Linked DNA regions of Mus musculus: region 1 is linked to region 2. The links are chromatin contacts, called in public HiChIP or PLAC-seq maps. All regions are on one chromosome and are shown on one strand. The core of a region is the stretch at or near the end of the contact, and the rest is flanking DNA. Distances in the headings are between cores, read along the strand shown. Region 1 holds the start of Ppp6r2 (protein phosphatase 6, regulatory subunit 2). Region 2 overlaps Ppp6r2 (protein phosphatase 6, regulatory subunit 2).

Region 1 (6,774 bases), core at 627-3,126, 71 kb before region 2:
AGCACTGACTGCTCTTGCAAAGGTCCTGAGTTCAAATCCCAGCAACCACATGGTGGCTCACAACCTCCTGTAAGGAGATCTGACACCCTCTTCTGGTGCATCTGAAGCCAGCTACATATAATAATAAATAAATCTTTTAAAAAAAAGAAAGAAAGAAAAAAAAGTGTGTGTGTGTGTGGGGGGGAGCTAAAGGATGGAGATTCAGTTCATCGGTTCTGTTTCCTCAGTTTATATGTCAGACCAGTACCCACAAAAAATGGTGGTGTGTGTGTGTGTGTGTGTGTGTGTGTGTGTGTGTGTGTGTCTGGGAAGAGGGTGCTCAGAGCTGCTTCTGATACGTGAACTCTGGCCTGGACTTAAAAATAGTGTAAAGGTCAGGGCCAGGCTTGCACCTGCTCGCTGTTGCGGTAATGGGACTAGTGGGTCATCCCCTGTGTTTGGTATCTCCGCACAAGCCCCAGTTCTGCAGCACATTCGGCTTCTGTATTCAGGGTATCACTTCAGTCAGGATGGCCTGGGAAAAGCTGTGCTGCAAGAGACCACACCGCGAACCCAGGCGCCTCCAATTTTGCTTTCCAAACCGGGGAAGAAAACAAAACAAAAAAAATCGATTTCCTTTCCTCCAACAGTGTCTCTTTGGCGCCCTCTGCTGAGAAAAGGGGGAAACACAGCAGCACCACTTCAAAGAAAAAAAAAATCTTGGAAGGGCCCAGAAATGTCTCCCCCTTAGACATTTTTACACTCTGTAGTCCTAGCTGACCCGGAACTCGCTGAGTAGAGTAGAGTAGGCGAGTCTCGAACTGGCAGAGATCCCCCCTGCCTCTGGTATTAAAGATGTGCGCCAGTATGTTTTGCTTGCCTGAAACTCCTCCTGCTTTGGTCTCCCAAGTGCAACCACCCACGCCGGCTTATACTTTCGCACAGCGGTAGTGAACTTGCCACTGAGAGTGAGTGAGTTCATAGCTAGCATGTGTTGACACATTCCTTACATGTTTCTTTTTTTTTTTTTTTGATATTTTCCCATGGCTCACACTGCCACCGGAAATCAGTCTCATTTTAGAGATTAATTTAATTTGAACTCATTTCAACCCATGTTAGATGGCCACGTATGTGACGTACACAAGCCCTGGACAACAAGGATCGGTATCCAAGAAAAGAAAAAAAAAAAACAAAACAAAACGAAACTAAACAACAAAACAAAACAAAACAAAACGGCTTTGATCTCAACACAGAGGCAGAGGCAGAGAGACAGGAGAATCTCTTGTGAGTTCGAGGCCAGCCTGGTGTACAAAGCAAGTCCGGGACAGCCAGGGCTCTGTTACACTGAGAAACCCTATCTCGAAAAACCAAAAAAAAAAAAAAAAAAAAAAAAAAAGGTAAAAAGGGCTAGCTCAGCGGTTAAGAGCACTGACTGCTCTTCCAAAGGTCCTGAGTTCAAATCCCAGCCACCACATGATGGCTCACAGCCATCCGCAGTGAAATCTGATGCCCTCTTCTGGTGCATCTGAAGACAGCTACAGTGTACTTACATTAAATAAATAAATAAATAAGGAAAAAAAAAACCAAAAAAACAAACAAACCAAGTAGATCAGCGGACAGTCCAGTTCAGAAACAGGACGTAGCGGAGACGAGCGCGCGCACCGCTCTGGGGACTTGAAGGTGCCCAGAGGATTTATTTAGCACAGCCAGCTCGATCACGGGGACGCCTCAGGACGTTCCCCCAGCGCGACTCCACCAGACAGACCCTGGACCGCGGCCGCCACTCTGTGCCTCCTCCGGTGGCCCCGCCCCCGGGGCGCGCCCCCGCCCCTCCCCCGTCCGCGCGCTCGCCCGCCGGCCCGCTCGCTCGCTCGCGCGCGCCCCCGCCGCCGCCGCCGCCATTTTGGAGCGATCTCGCCCGCGGCCCCGAGCCGGTCCCGAGCGGGTCCCGAGCCTCCCGCCGGCTGCGCCCGAGTCCGAAGGCGCCGCGCCGCGGGGTCGGGCCCATGTGCGTGCGGCCCGCTCCAGGCCGTCCGCACTTCACCTCTGCGAGCGTCCTGGCCTCGCTTGGGCCTCCCTCGGAGGAGGAGTCGCTGCGACCCCCAGCCTGCTGGGCAGGTGAGTGCGGCCGCGCGCCCACCGCTTCCTGCGGCCCGGGGACAGGAGGGACACCCCCACCCCCCACCGCCTTCGGGCCGTCAGCGTCCTGCTGTCACTCAGCTTGTGCGGTCAGCGCCCTGTCAGTAGAGCAGCGCCTTTGTCACCCTGCGCTTCGTCAGGGGGTCAGCGCCTCCATCAGTCTGCTTCCCGGTCAGCCAGCACTCTCCACTGCCGTCATTCATTCATCCATCCATCCATCCATCCATCCATCCCTTCCCTTCCCTCAGCGCTCACCCTTCTTGACAGTCAACATCCCTTTTAGCTACTATCCCAGCTCCTGGCCTGTCAGTGGTCAGTTTTTCCCCACTCTCAGAATTAGTCTCAGCCTCTTAGTGGCCGCCTGGTTCTCTCCCTCCCAGTTGTCCACCTCTGCTCCTATCAAGGTCCCTCACCTCTGTCGGTGGCTGTAGAGGTGGGGCGGACCTTGGATACAGGGCCTGGGGAGTTGTCAGTGTTCCCTATCTCATCTTTGGGTTTTTTTTTTTTTTCCACCCTCCTCATCAGGGGCCCCGCTGGTGGTGACCTTTCCACCTATCAAGCGTTCCCTCCCCGCTCGCTCATCTCCTCCTACCAGTGCCCACTGCCAAGCGCTCGCTTTGTTATTGTCCTTTATTTCCATCCCATTCCTCTTCCGGGTCGTTCCCCAGTTGTCATCATCACCCACTGTCTTTCTCCCACTCCCCCCCCCCCCCCATCATCTTTTGCTTCTCCCATGCGCCTCTTCTTTCTGGAACTTCTTCACCTGCTACTTTGTATCCTCACAGCTGACTACTCACTTAGTGAAGGCTGTTTCCAATCTATTACGGAGCTCTTGCTGTTCGCTATCAGCTCTCAGTCCAGTCACTTTCCCCAATTCTCGCTTTCTGCTGTAGCCCCTCCCCGCAATTTGTCACCATCCTCAACCATGTCCCTAGGCCTTATTCCAGACAGGTTTTCAGGTTTTCACTGACACCTTCATCTGTGTCCTACCTGACAATGCTGCTTGCTGGCTTCTTACCATCTCATTCCATTCCCTATCCCCCCCCCCCCCTTTCCGGGACTGTTTTACTGTGTAGCCATAGATGTCCTGGAACTCTGGCCTTAAACTCCATAGAGATCCGCCTGCCTCTGCCTCCCTAGTGCTGGTATCAAAGGCGAGGGCTACTGTCACCCAGCTTCAGTCCTCATTCTTATCTCTTCACGCCTCTCTCCCTTTCTGTTTTTCTGAGACAGGGTCTTGCTATGGAGTCTTGGCTATCTATGTAGAGCAAGCTGGACTGAAACTCAGAGATTTGCCTACCTTTGCCTGGGATTAAAAGTTTTCCCAACCAAGTCTGATGTGTTCATCTCTTGATGTTCTTATGTTCTGGGTCAGCCCTTTGACCTCTCTGGTTCTCATGTGAGCTAAATAAGCTCTTGGAGGCAAAAAAGAGGCTATCGCCGGGCAGTGGTGGCGCACGCCTTTAATCCCAGCACTTGGGAGGCAGAGGCAGGCGGATTTCTGAGTTCGAGGCCAGCCTGGTCTACAAAGTGAGTTCCAGGACAGCCAGAGCTATACAGAGAAACCCTGTCTCGAAAAACAAACAAACAAACAAACAAAAAAAAAAAAAAAAAAAAAAAAAGAGGCTATCTTTTGTTTGTTTTTTTTCTAGACAGGGTTTCTTTGCGTAGTCCTGGCTGTCCTAGAACTAGCTCTGTAGACCTAGACCAGGCTGGCCTCAGACTCACAGAGATCCACCTGGCCTCTGCCTCCCAACTGATGGGATTAAAGTATGCTACCATTGCCCAGTAAGAAATTAGCTTTAAGGAGGAGGGTGGGAGAGCAGGCCAGAGCCTTTCAACACGGACATCGGGAGGAGATGGAAAGGGCCCAGATCTCTTGCAGGAACTAGATAATATTGGTGTGTCTAGGTTGGCTGAGAATGTTTGTCTTCTAGTCAGCCTTACAGCTTGAGGGGGGTGGGGGGTGAGGGGGGTGGTTCTAGGCTGGAGATTGAGTTGTGGGGCATTATGACTATCTGGATAGGAGGGGGTGTTGTGGTTCAAACCTCAGTAGTTAATTTAGGGAGGTATTTTGGAGGAAAAGCTGTTGAAGCTTCTTAGAGCCGTAAGTAACAATTGAAGAGGGGTATGAGAGAGTGAGAGAGCTCAGAGAGAGTCCCAGACTTCTCGGTAGAAGTGAAATGGCTGGGTAGTAGCATCGTCTAATTAAATGGAGAAGCTGGGTTGAGGCAGTGATAGATATGAGGGAATGGTTACATGTTAGAGAGAGCAAGCAAGGTTTTCCTTCGGCTGAGACTAGTGGGAAACTTCTAAGAAGCCCAGGGGCCATTAGGGAGAATGTATCTAACCGACAGATGTGAAACAGGAGAGGTTAGGCTGAACATACAATTTTGAGCAGGGAGATAATATTTAAAGCGTTGGGAATAGCTCTTTACTTAGTGCACATGATAAATGTGCTGAGTATTTCTTGTGTGCCATTGCATTTAGTATTGATTGATTCATTTATTTATTTGGAGACAAGGTCTCTCTCTGTAGCCTCAGCTGTTCTGGAACTTGCTATATAGACCAGACTGGCCTAGAGCTAGCAGAGATCTCCCTACCTCTGCCCCACAAGTGCTAGGATTCAAGGCATGCACCACCATGCCCAGCTCTGTATTTAATTTATATGGGAATTTCTCATCTAATCCTTAAGGTAACCATAGACTATAGGAGCTATAATTTCCCTGTTTGAGAGATAAAGAGACTGATGTAAGAGAGCCAGAATTTGTACTTACGGCAGTTTGGCTCTGCATCCCTCCTCTCTCTTTCTCCTTATGGAAAGGGTGCTGTTTAAAATATTTAAACTAATAACAATAATGACTGGTCCCAGTCCTACCATGCTTGGCAGGCCCAAACACTTTTTAAGTGTCTTACCTGTATCATCTTGTGTAATCTTCACAATGATGTAGCCATGAAATTGCTCTTCTTTCAACTCTTTACTTGTTTACTTTTTTGAGACAGGATCTAATTTTACCCAGTCTGATCTCAAATATTACTTTATAGATTGAGGGTTACTGTAAACTTCTGTTCCCCTTCCTCTGTTTCCCAAGTGCCTGGATTACAGGGTGTACCACCATGACTAATTTATATAATGTTTGGGATTAAACCCAGGGTTTCATGCATGCTATTAAGCATTCTACTAACTGAGCTACATCTCAGTCCCTCTTTTTTAAAAAAAAAAAAAAAACCAGGATCTCATGTATTATAGGCTGACCTGGAACTTGGCTAGGTAACTAAGGCCTTGAACTCCTTCTGTTTCACACCTAAACTGAGATTGCAGCCATATGCTGCCATCCCTGGCTAGTAGTTACTCTTGACATTTCTATTAATATCATATGAGGGCTAGAGAGATGACTCAGTGGGTACTTGCTACATAGGTGAGAGAGCTGAGCGTAAATCCCCAGCCTCCACATAGAAGCTGGGCGTAGCTCTGTGTGCCTGTGGAATATTTATCCTTTCAAATCCAACTAATATTTATATCAATAAAGACACGGGAGGGGTAAACTGAGGTAAAAACTTGATAGCTCAGTGAGGTAACTTTATTTTCTGAACTATATACAAAATATGTATTTACAAGCCTGTTCCTAAGACTAAACTGCTAGCTCTTTAGAAATCTCTCTGTATCTGTGTCATTCTACCTAGCTAGCCTCCCTTTCTCTGGAGCCCCTCCAAAGTCAAGGGCTCCGTAGCTCTCTTCCCTCCCTAGGAGACTGTTTTGCCTGTGTCCTGCCAGCTGCTTCTGTGTGGTTCCTTCAAGCCCCGTCTCCTACCCAGAGTTCCTTCTATGAAGTTCTTCCAAGCCAAGACAGTGAGAGGGCTAGAGAGAGTCCTCTCAAAGGTCCAGTTGCTATAAAAGAAGTCTCTAGCTCCTCCCCTACTCCCTTGGCAGGCTAAGCCTTGTCACTGTCATGGGAGTGCTCCAAGCCAAGTCATAGGGGAACACAGAGCCATTTCACCTTTACCGTGGAGCAGCTCAAGGCCAGCCAGCTGACTTTGCCTCTGGTCATAGAGCAAAGACCACAGTATCTCTCCCCAGCAGCTTGCCTTAAACTAGGTAAGAACTTTCCATTCTTAAGCATTCTTATCTGTGGAGGCTTTTAGGGGTACACCCTAACAACATCTCTTCTGGACACACCTAACTGCATCTGACAAGCTATCTAAGCTTTTTATATTTTGCCAGCAATTAGGTTTTCTCTGTACAGTAATCACATGTAACATGCCTGTAACTCAAGGGCTGCAGGGTGGAGGCAGGTGGCTCTCAGGGGTCCTCTGACCAGTGAGCCTCTTCAAAACTGGAACCAAAAGCAACGGTAAAATCCAGTGGTAAGCTTCTGGCCTAGTGAGATAGCCTATCTTTAAAAAAAAGAAGAAAAAAGGAGAATGAAGAATGAAACATCTTCTGCCCTCTGCATTCACAGATGCACGCCCCGAACCACCCCTCCCCCATACGTGCCACAATCAAAATAATCATATGAGAATACTGAGATGCAAACAAAGTATAGTATTTGAGATCAAAACAAATAAACCGAAGTATTGAGGTTTGTTCAGACTCCAGAGCCTGTGCCTTTCACAGCTGTAGTTTATAGGTGGCTCATACAAATGGATGATGTGACC
Region 2 (6,346 bases), core at 3,813-6,312:
TGCAGCCTTCTTTGTCATCTTCTCAGGGTAGGCTGGGTGTCCTGTTCATGGAGCAGAGATCTGAGTATAGGAGACTCAGCCTGCCAAGGACAGTTCATGACTCAGTGCTGGGCCTCGAAACTGTGAGCTTCTCACCAAGCTCTCTTGTACTCACGGGCTTTCCAGAGCTGTGCCTGTACTAGAGGTCCTGACTCACCTTCCTGTCTTGTTTCCATCTCACACTATTTAGAGGGCCTTCCTAGTTTTCATATCAGGAGGCCATGAGTGTAGGTGATATTCTGTCCCCTAGAAGTAGGTTGTGGGCAGCAAGGCCTGAAACCCTGAACTCTATGCCCCAAGCAAAAGAGCAGAGCTTCTCCCCTCAGACATGACGCCTACTGCCCTGAGCAGTTCCCTTATGCAATACCTCCCCAACAAGTATGAGTTAAGGAAGCTCCACGTGGTCCTCCCCATGACCCAGGACCAGAGGAATTGTTTTCTTTGTGGTATCTTGGAGGCCACTTGCCTGTCCACCTTCTTCCTAGGTATACTGCAACAGTGGTGAAGTTGAGCTTGCTGGTCCATCATCACTCATGATGAGTGGGCAGCAGGGCAGAACAGTGAACAAGCTGAGGTGGCTCCCTTGTTGCTAGAAGGGAAAAAGAAATGGGCTTGGAGCCCAGTTTAGGGAGGTGAGGGGTGAGCAGAAGGTTCTTGTTTCCAGTTAGGCCCAGGTTCTAGTTTCCCACACTCCAGGCCTAGGAGTGCAGTAGGAAGGTGCTCACTTCCTCAGACCCTTAGGGTAGACATATGTACCAGCAGGTAGTTTCAGACCAGGCCTGCTGGCATAAACTATTAATCCCAGTACTCTGGAGGCAGAGATAGGCAGATCTTTAGGAGTTTGAGGCCTGCCTGGTCTACATACTGAGTTCCAGGACAGCCAGAGTTACATGGTTTCACCATGTCTCAAAAAACATAAAACAACAGAACTCTCATGCCCGATACGGTCTCTGTAGAACAAGCTGAACATTGCCCTGCTCAGAGTTGTTGTAGCCTAAGGCCCTGGAGGACATTAACCCTCCCCCTTTGCTGTATAGGCTTATTTCCTATCAGCAGCCCCTGTTTGTCTTGAGTGGACTGATCGTAGAAGCATAACTTGTCCCTCTCTGGACCAGCCCTTGCCTGCTAGGGCTCCTGAGTGCCCTACCCTTGGGACTCATAAGTCCCACACTTATGAGGGTACTCACAGGACTTATGAGTAGCACTTACTTTGCAGGGCTCCCTGCAGATTGCCGTGGACGCTGGGAGAGCTTTGTGGAAGAGACATTGATGGAGACCAACCGCAGGAACACTGTGGACCTGGTGAGGAAGCTGGGGCTCCTTCCATGGTGACCATTGGCAGTCCCATATGTACCACTCTGCAGCACAGGGCGAGGAGGAATGCGCAAGGGCAGGACTGGACATTTAGTTCAGCCTCTGGCCTGCAGTCTGTTACATACCCTTGCTATGTCGCAGCAGAGCTGGCTCCCTGAGGATCTCTTTGCAAAGCTAGTGCTTTCTTGATCTCCACCCTCCAGAGCTATGGCTTATTTGTGAAGGACTCTGCTTAGTTCCCAGGGCATTACCTGGACCAGGGAGGCTGGGCTCTCTTTCAGGAGGCTTTGGCCTCAGTTGGCATTTCCTTGCAGTGAGCTGCACAGGCCTACAGGTGTCAGGGGATTGGTGGTGTGGGAGGGTATCGGGGAGGGGGAGACTCAGGCTGGGCTGGGCGGGACCTGGGGCTCTGGCTGGAATGGACTGGGTGGGGTCTGGCTAGCTCACATGCCCACCCCATCTGGCCTGTGTTTTAGGTGAGCACTCACCACCTTCACTCCTCAAGTGAGGACGAGGACATTGAGGGGACTTTCCCTAACGAGCTGTCCCTTCAGCAGGTGAGGGCATGGCCGGCACTCTGCACCCTGCCGGGCCCTTCTGGAGCCTGTGTCCTTGGTAGTGCTTAGTTGCCGTGACATTGCATAGAAAAGAGAGAAGTAACTCATCTCCGAGCGCATCTGGGGAGAGGGGGCTGGGCGAGTACCCCAAAGTCACGTTACCGTGGTGAGAGAGACCTGGGGACAGTAAGCTTGGAGGCCGACTGAGGAGGTGCTCTCTGTATGCAACTGCTCAACCACTGTGAGCAGTCAACCTCTGCGAAAATCCACTGCCTGCTTCCTAAGAGGCTCCTGAGCAATGGAGTGGGTTCCAAGGAGCAGCCACCAGGCGACAACTTGTTCCATAGCTGTACCCTCTCCTCCCAGGCCTTCTCTGAGTACCAGATCCAGCAGATGACAGCAAACTTTGTGGATCAGTTTGGCTTCAATGATGAGGAGTTTGCAGACCAGGATGACAACATCAAGTGAGTACAGCCACCATGAAGGCTCCGGCTCTAGGCTAGCACTGCCCTAAGCAACAGCACCATAGAAGCAGCTCCAAGTGATCTTGGCAGGAATGAGGTCCACTGTCCCTGAGGAGATAGCAAGCCCTACTACCCGAGGGCCCAGGCCTGCTGGAGCAGAGGCGGTACTGAGGGACCTTGTTCTTGCAGCGCCCCATTTGACCGGATTGCAGAGATCAACTTCAACATTGAAGCCGATGAGGACAGTGTGAGTGATGGGGGCCGCTGCAGGGCTGCAGGGCATAGCAGCATTTTATTACACTGCTCAGATAGTTCACAGTGTCCACAACTTGGTCCTTGTCACAGGTGGATGGAACCATGGGGCCCTGGCCAGTATATTTGTGTGTCAGGACTGGGAGGCTCCCCTCTATGGGAGTTGAGAGCCGAGCTTCCCTCCTTGCCTCCTCCCACACTGTCTGTCGGCCATGTTCTGTGAGCTAGCCCCTCTGGAGTTCTTTGGGACCAGATTCTCCAGAAAACAGCTCTGCATTCTGTCTTACAGCCCAGTGCAGCTCTGTTTGAAGCCTGTTGCAGTGATCGGATCCAGCCCTTTGATGATGATGAAGAGGAGGACATTTGGGAAGATGACGAGACTCGATGCGCTGCCCGGGTGATGGCCAGAGCCAGGTGTGGGTTCACTCATCCTCCCAAAGCCCCCACCAGCGGGGAGCAGGCAAGATTAAGCGCTGGGTATTCAGCCACTGTTAAAAGTGCTCAGACACCTAGAGGGGCAGTGGCCCTTCTTGCAGAAACCAGAGCAGACCTGGGAGCCAAGCAGTGCTTATTCTAGACACCCCGTACTCAACCCTGGTCCCAATTCCTGAGCCATCACAGGTTCTCCAGCATTGGGCATCTAACCAAGGCTCACCAAACATCTGCTACCTTTATGTCTGCCCAGGTTTGGAGCCCCTCATGTCTCAGATAATTACTCAAAGAATGCTTTGGAACATGGAGGCCAGGACAGGAAGACTGGCTCAGCAGTAGCTAGGAATGTGCCTGGATTGGCCGCTCCTTCATCTCCTACACAGAAAGAAGGTCCTCGCTCAGAGAGTGATTCAGCAGGTAGTACCTGAAGACTGTACAAGGGACATGGGTACTGAGGACAGGGTGTGGTGACTTGGCTGAGGGACCCCCTTTGAGCCACTGTTTTTCCAGCAGTTGATTTCCTAGTTCCCCATCTACACATGGTTTCATGAAATGTTTTGGGAGGTCTGGCCACCACGGGTTCTGCTGTGCACTGAATCGAGCCAGGTGTTCTTACTCCCTTCCACTGTAGTGCCTGCCTGTATACATGTGCACTTGCACAGCTGGTGTCCATTCTGTTTGCTAGGGAAGGGAAACCCCATGTAACCTGTATGTTGCTATTTGCCATCTCTCAGATGTACTTGGGAGCATCTACCCATATACTTCCTCTTAGAGACCTCTCTTACCTGCTCTGGGGTATTAGATACTCAGGACACGGGCAAGAAACCAGCTGTCTGTTAGGAGTTGCCAGCACCTTAGCTGGAGCTGGCCAGCTGCAAGGGCAGGAACACCCACAGTAGGGGCCCCCCATGCTGTGTGCCTGCTATGACCTGGGTTGGGACAGGTGAGATGGTACCTACTTTGTACCATCAGCCTTACTGGAGGACAGATGGGGCTTTACAGGTATCTCATGAGGCACCACATCAGCAAGAACTGATGCCCATACATGTGCTCTGTGGCAGTGGGTAGCTTAATAGGACCCTTTCCAGGTCATTCACAGGTCTTATGCCCAAGTGTCCCAGGGTTTGAAGCCATACTACCTTTTGCAAAGCACAAGCAGTGCTGGGGAGTCCCGCCATCTCTGACACTCGAGACAGTGGGGGCTCTTCTGGGGTTTCCTATGGGAGCATCTTGCATTCCTGGTCAGCTCTGATGACCCCGCTATTCATCTACGTGAGAGATGCTTCTCCCTCGCCTATCACATACTAGGCCTGCCTATTCTTGACTGCTGCGTCTCCTTCTGGCAGGTACTACATGGACAGCAGTTTTTGATGAGCCAGTGAACCCGCTGTCTGCAACCCCAGGAGCTGCGAGGGATGTGGGTTCTAGTGCATGGGCGGCTGGTCCTTCAGTTGTAGAGGAGAAAGGCTGGGCCAAATTCACCGACTTCCAGCCTTTCTGCTGGTAACAAACATCAGAATGGAATCTTGCCTGTTGGGTATCAGGACCAGTGTTGTCCAGTGGGCTCAGCATGTCATCTTCTTTTCTAGCTCTGAGACAGGGCCCCGGTGCAGCTCTCCTGTGGACATGGACCACAGCAATGCCGAGGGTGGCCAGAGTCCAGGCCCAGAGAAAACCTGTGAGTAGCAACAGCTCAGACAGCTGCCTTGACTAGTTGGCAGGCCTGATGCAAGGCTAGACCCTATTGAGAAGGTGGGAAGTGGCCTCGGCCCCAGGTGTGGTTATGTATTTGTGATGTTGGAATCCTTACATACATATGGGATTGGAGTTATCATGATTTGTTCACTGTACAATACATGAGGAACTTTAGGGTCCTCCAGCTTTAGGGGTAGAAGGCAGGACAACATGTATGAGCATGTAGGGTGTCCTCAGAGCCAGGTCCAATCAGGCTCCATGGCCCAGGCCTGTACTTTACAACATCCTTGAGTCACATTGTTATGTAGATGAGTCCCTGTTGGGATGCCACTATGGGACTTGACTTGGCCTCTCTCTCCTTCCCAGGCAAGTGGACTGGGTAAGAACGCTCCTGGGCATTAGGTTTAAAGTGGCTTCTCTGAGCCCATGTTTCCTCCTCTGAGAAGAGCACACACATCTCCTATCTAGTGGAGTAGTGGGGCAGCCCACATGAAAGGTACATAGCAGTTCATGTGGTTCCTGCGAACATGCAGATACACGTGCATAACACTCAGGAAGCCAACATGTGCCGTCTCTGCCACTCATCTCACACTGACTTATGCAAATCTGGGATCCCTGAGGCCATGGTATCTGTGTTCTCTGGCTCCTCTGCCCTCACAAATATCGCAGGGTTTCTTCTTTTGCAGTTGGTCCTACCTCGCCTTGTGCCTGGAATGTGTGTGTCACTAGGAAGGCCCCCCTGGTAGCCTCTGACAGCAGCTCCTCTGGGGGATCTGACAGTGAAGATGACGAGAAGGCAGCGGGTGCTGTGGAAGCTGTGTGCACAGGCCATACTGGAAAGGTCTCCCCACCACCCAGGACAGCGGAGGCTGCTGTTGGCAGGTGTGAAGGGACTGGAAAGCTTTCCTGGGAGGCCCAGTGAACACTGCATGGCTTCTGAGAACAGGGCTCAGTGGCCAGTCTTCAGTTCCTTGAGAACAAGTGGAGGTTAGACTGGAATCCTTGCTGCTGCTCCATGGCTAATGATCCTGTAAAGCTGTCTCTAGAAAAACAGTGCCTCTTTCTAATGGAAAGGCTGAACCAGAGGGCTTCTTAGACAACAGTGTATATTTTCTGTTTTAAATGTTTCAGAGTAGAAGATAGAACCTGGATGTCCCAAGAGCTCCCCAGAAACTTGGAATGACAGTCTCCACTACAGGTGCCAGTTACAGAGAATACCTGGTTTTCAGGCTCTGGGACTGGCTAACCTCCTTGGTGTCTACGGTTGTCCCAGACAGTGGAGGAAAGGCCTGTTGCCCTTAACTTTCTGTAGGGCAAGCTTAGGACTCTGGCCAGCCCTCTCCTGTTACCCCACTTTGTGCTGTGCCATTTGTTGTAGGGCACTTGTGAATTACAGTCAGGTGCCCTGCACGCTCGCACAGTAGGACAAAATGCATCTCAGGGTTAGGGATTAGGTGTAGTCTGAGCCCTGATTGGGAAGTAGAAGCAGCTCGCAGGTGGTCAAGCCACAGTTCCCCTGCAGTGTCTGAAGGCCGTCCCTAGGGAAGGAATCAGGTATGTTGTCATCATCCTTGCCAAGAGGCCAGCCACTCC

What was found. HiChIP or PLAC-seq counts read pairs in DNA pulled down with a chosen protein or histone mark.
Region 1: a contact with region 2 is called in an H3K27ac HiChIP or PLAC-seq map of epiblast stem cells. The contact joins the promoter of Ppp6r2 here to the enhancer-like site in region 2. A contact is called at or near these places in 1 of 39 promoter capture datasets (neural stem cells), 3 of 484 Hi-C or Micro-C datasets (bone marrow-derived dendritic cells, female germline stem cell-derived STRA8 germ cells and hematopoietic stem and progenitor cells), 7 of 115 datasets of contacts at active chromatin or transcription factors (the SCID.adh cell line, bone marrow-derived macrophages, effector CD8 T cells and 4 more) and 3 of 9 other capture datasets (adipose tissue, liver and pancreatic islet).

The regions. Positions count from the first base shown.
Region 1 is chr15:89,209,683-89,216,456 of GRCm38.p6, forward strand. Ppp6r2 (protein phosphatase 6, regulatory subunit 2) reads left to right here and starts at 1,877. Exons shown (of 25, transcript NM_026813.2): 1 at 1,877-2,097.
Region 2 is chr15:89,277,444-89,283,789 of GRCm38.p6, forward strand. Ppp6r2 (protein phosphatase 6, regulatory subunit 2) reads left to right here. Exons shown (of 25, transcript NM_026813.2): 16 at 1,256-1,341; 17 at 2,277-2,374; 18 at 2,564-2,621; 19 at 2,916-3,040; 20 at 3,312-3,475; 21 at 4,405-4,561; 22 at 4,648-4,736; 23 at 5,440-5,635. Among named protein-coding and RNA genes, the nearest start is that of Mir6959, 25 kb to the right of the region's middle. Within about 2 kb of position 5,063, at least 33 of the 459 cell types and tissues checked have an H3K27ac peak or open chromatin away from gene starts, as enhancers often do. A contact at or near this core is called in effector CD8 T cells and epiblast stem cells, where this site is marked.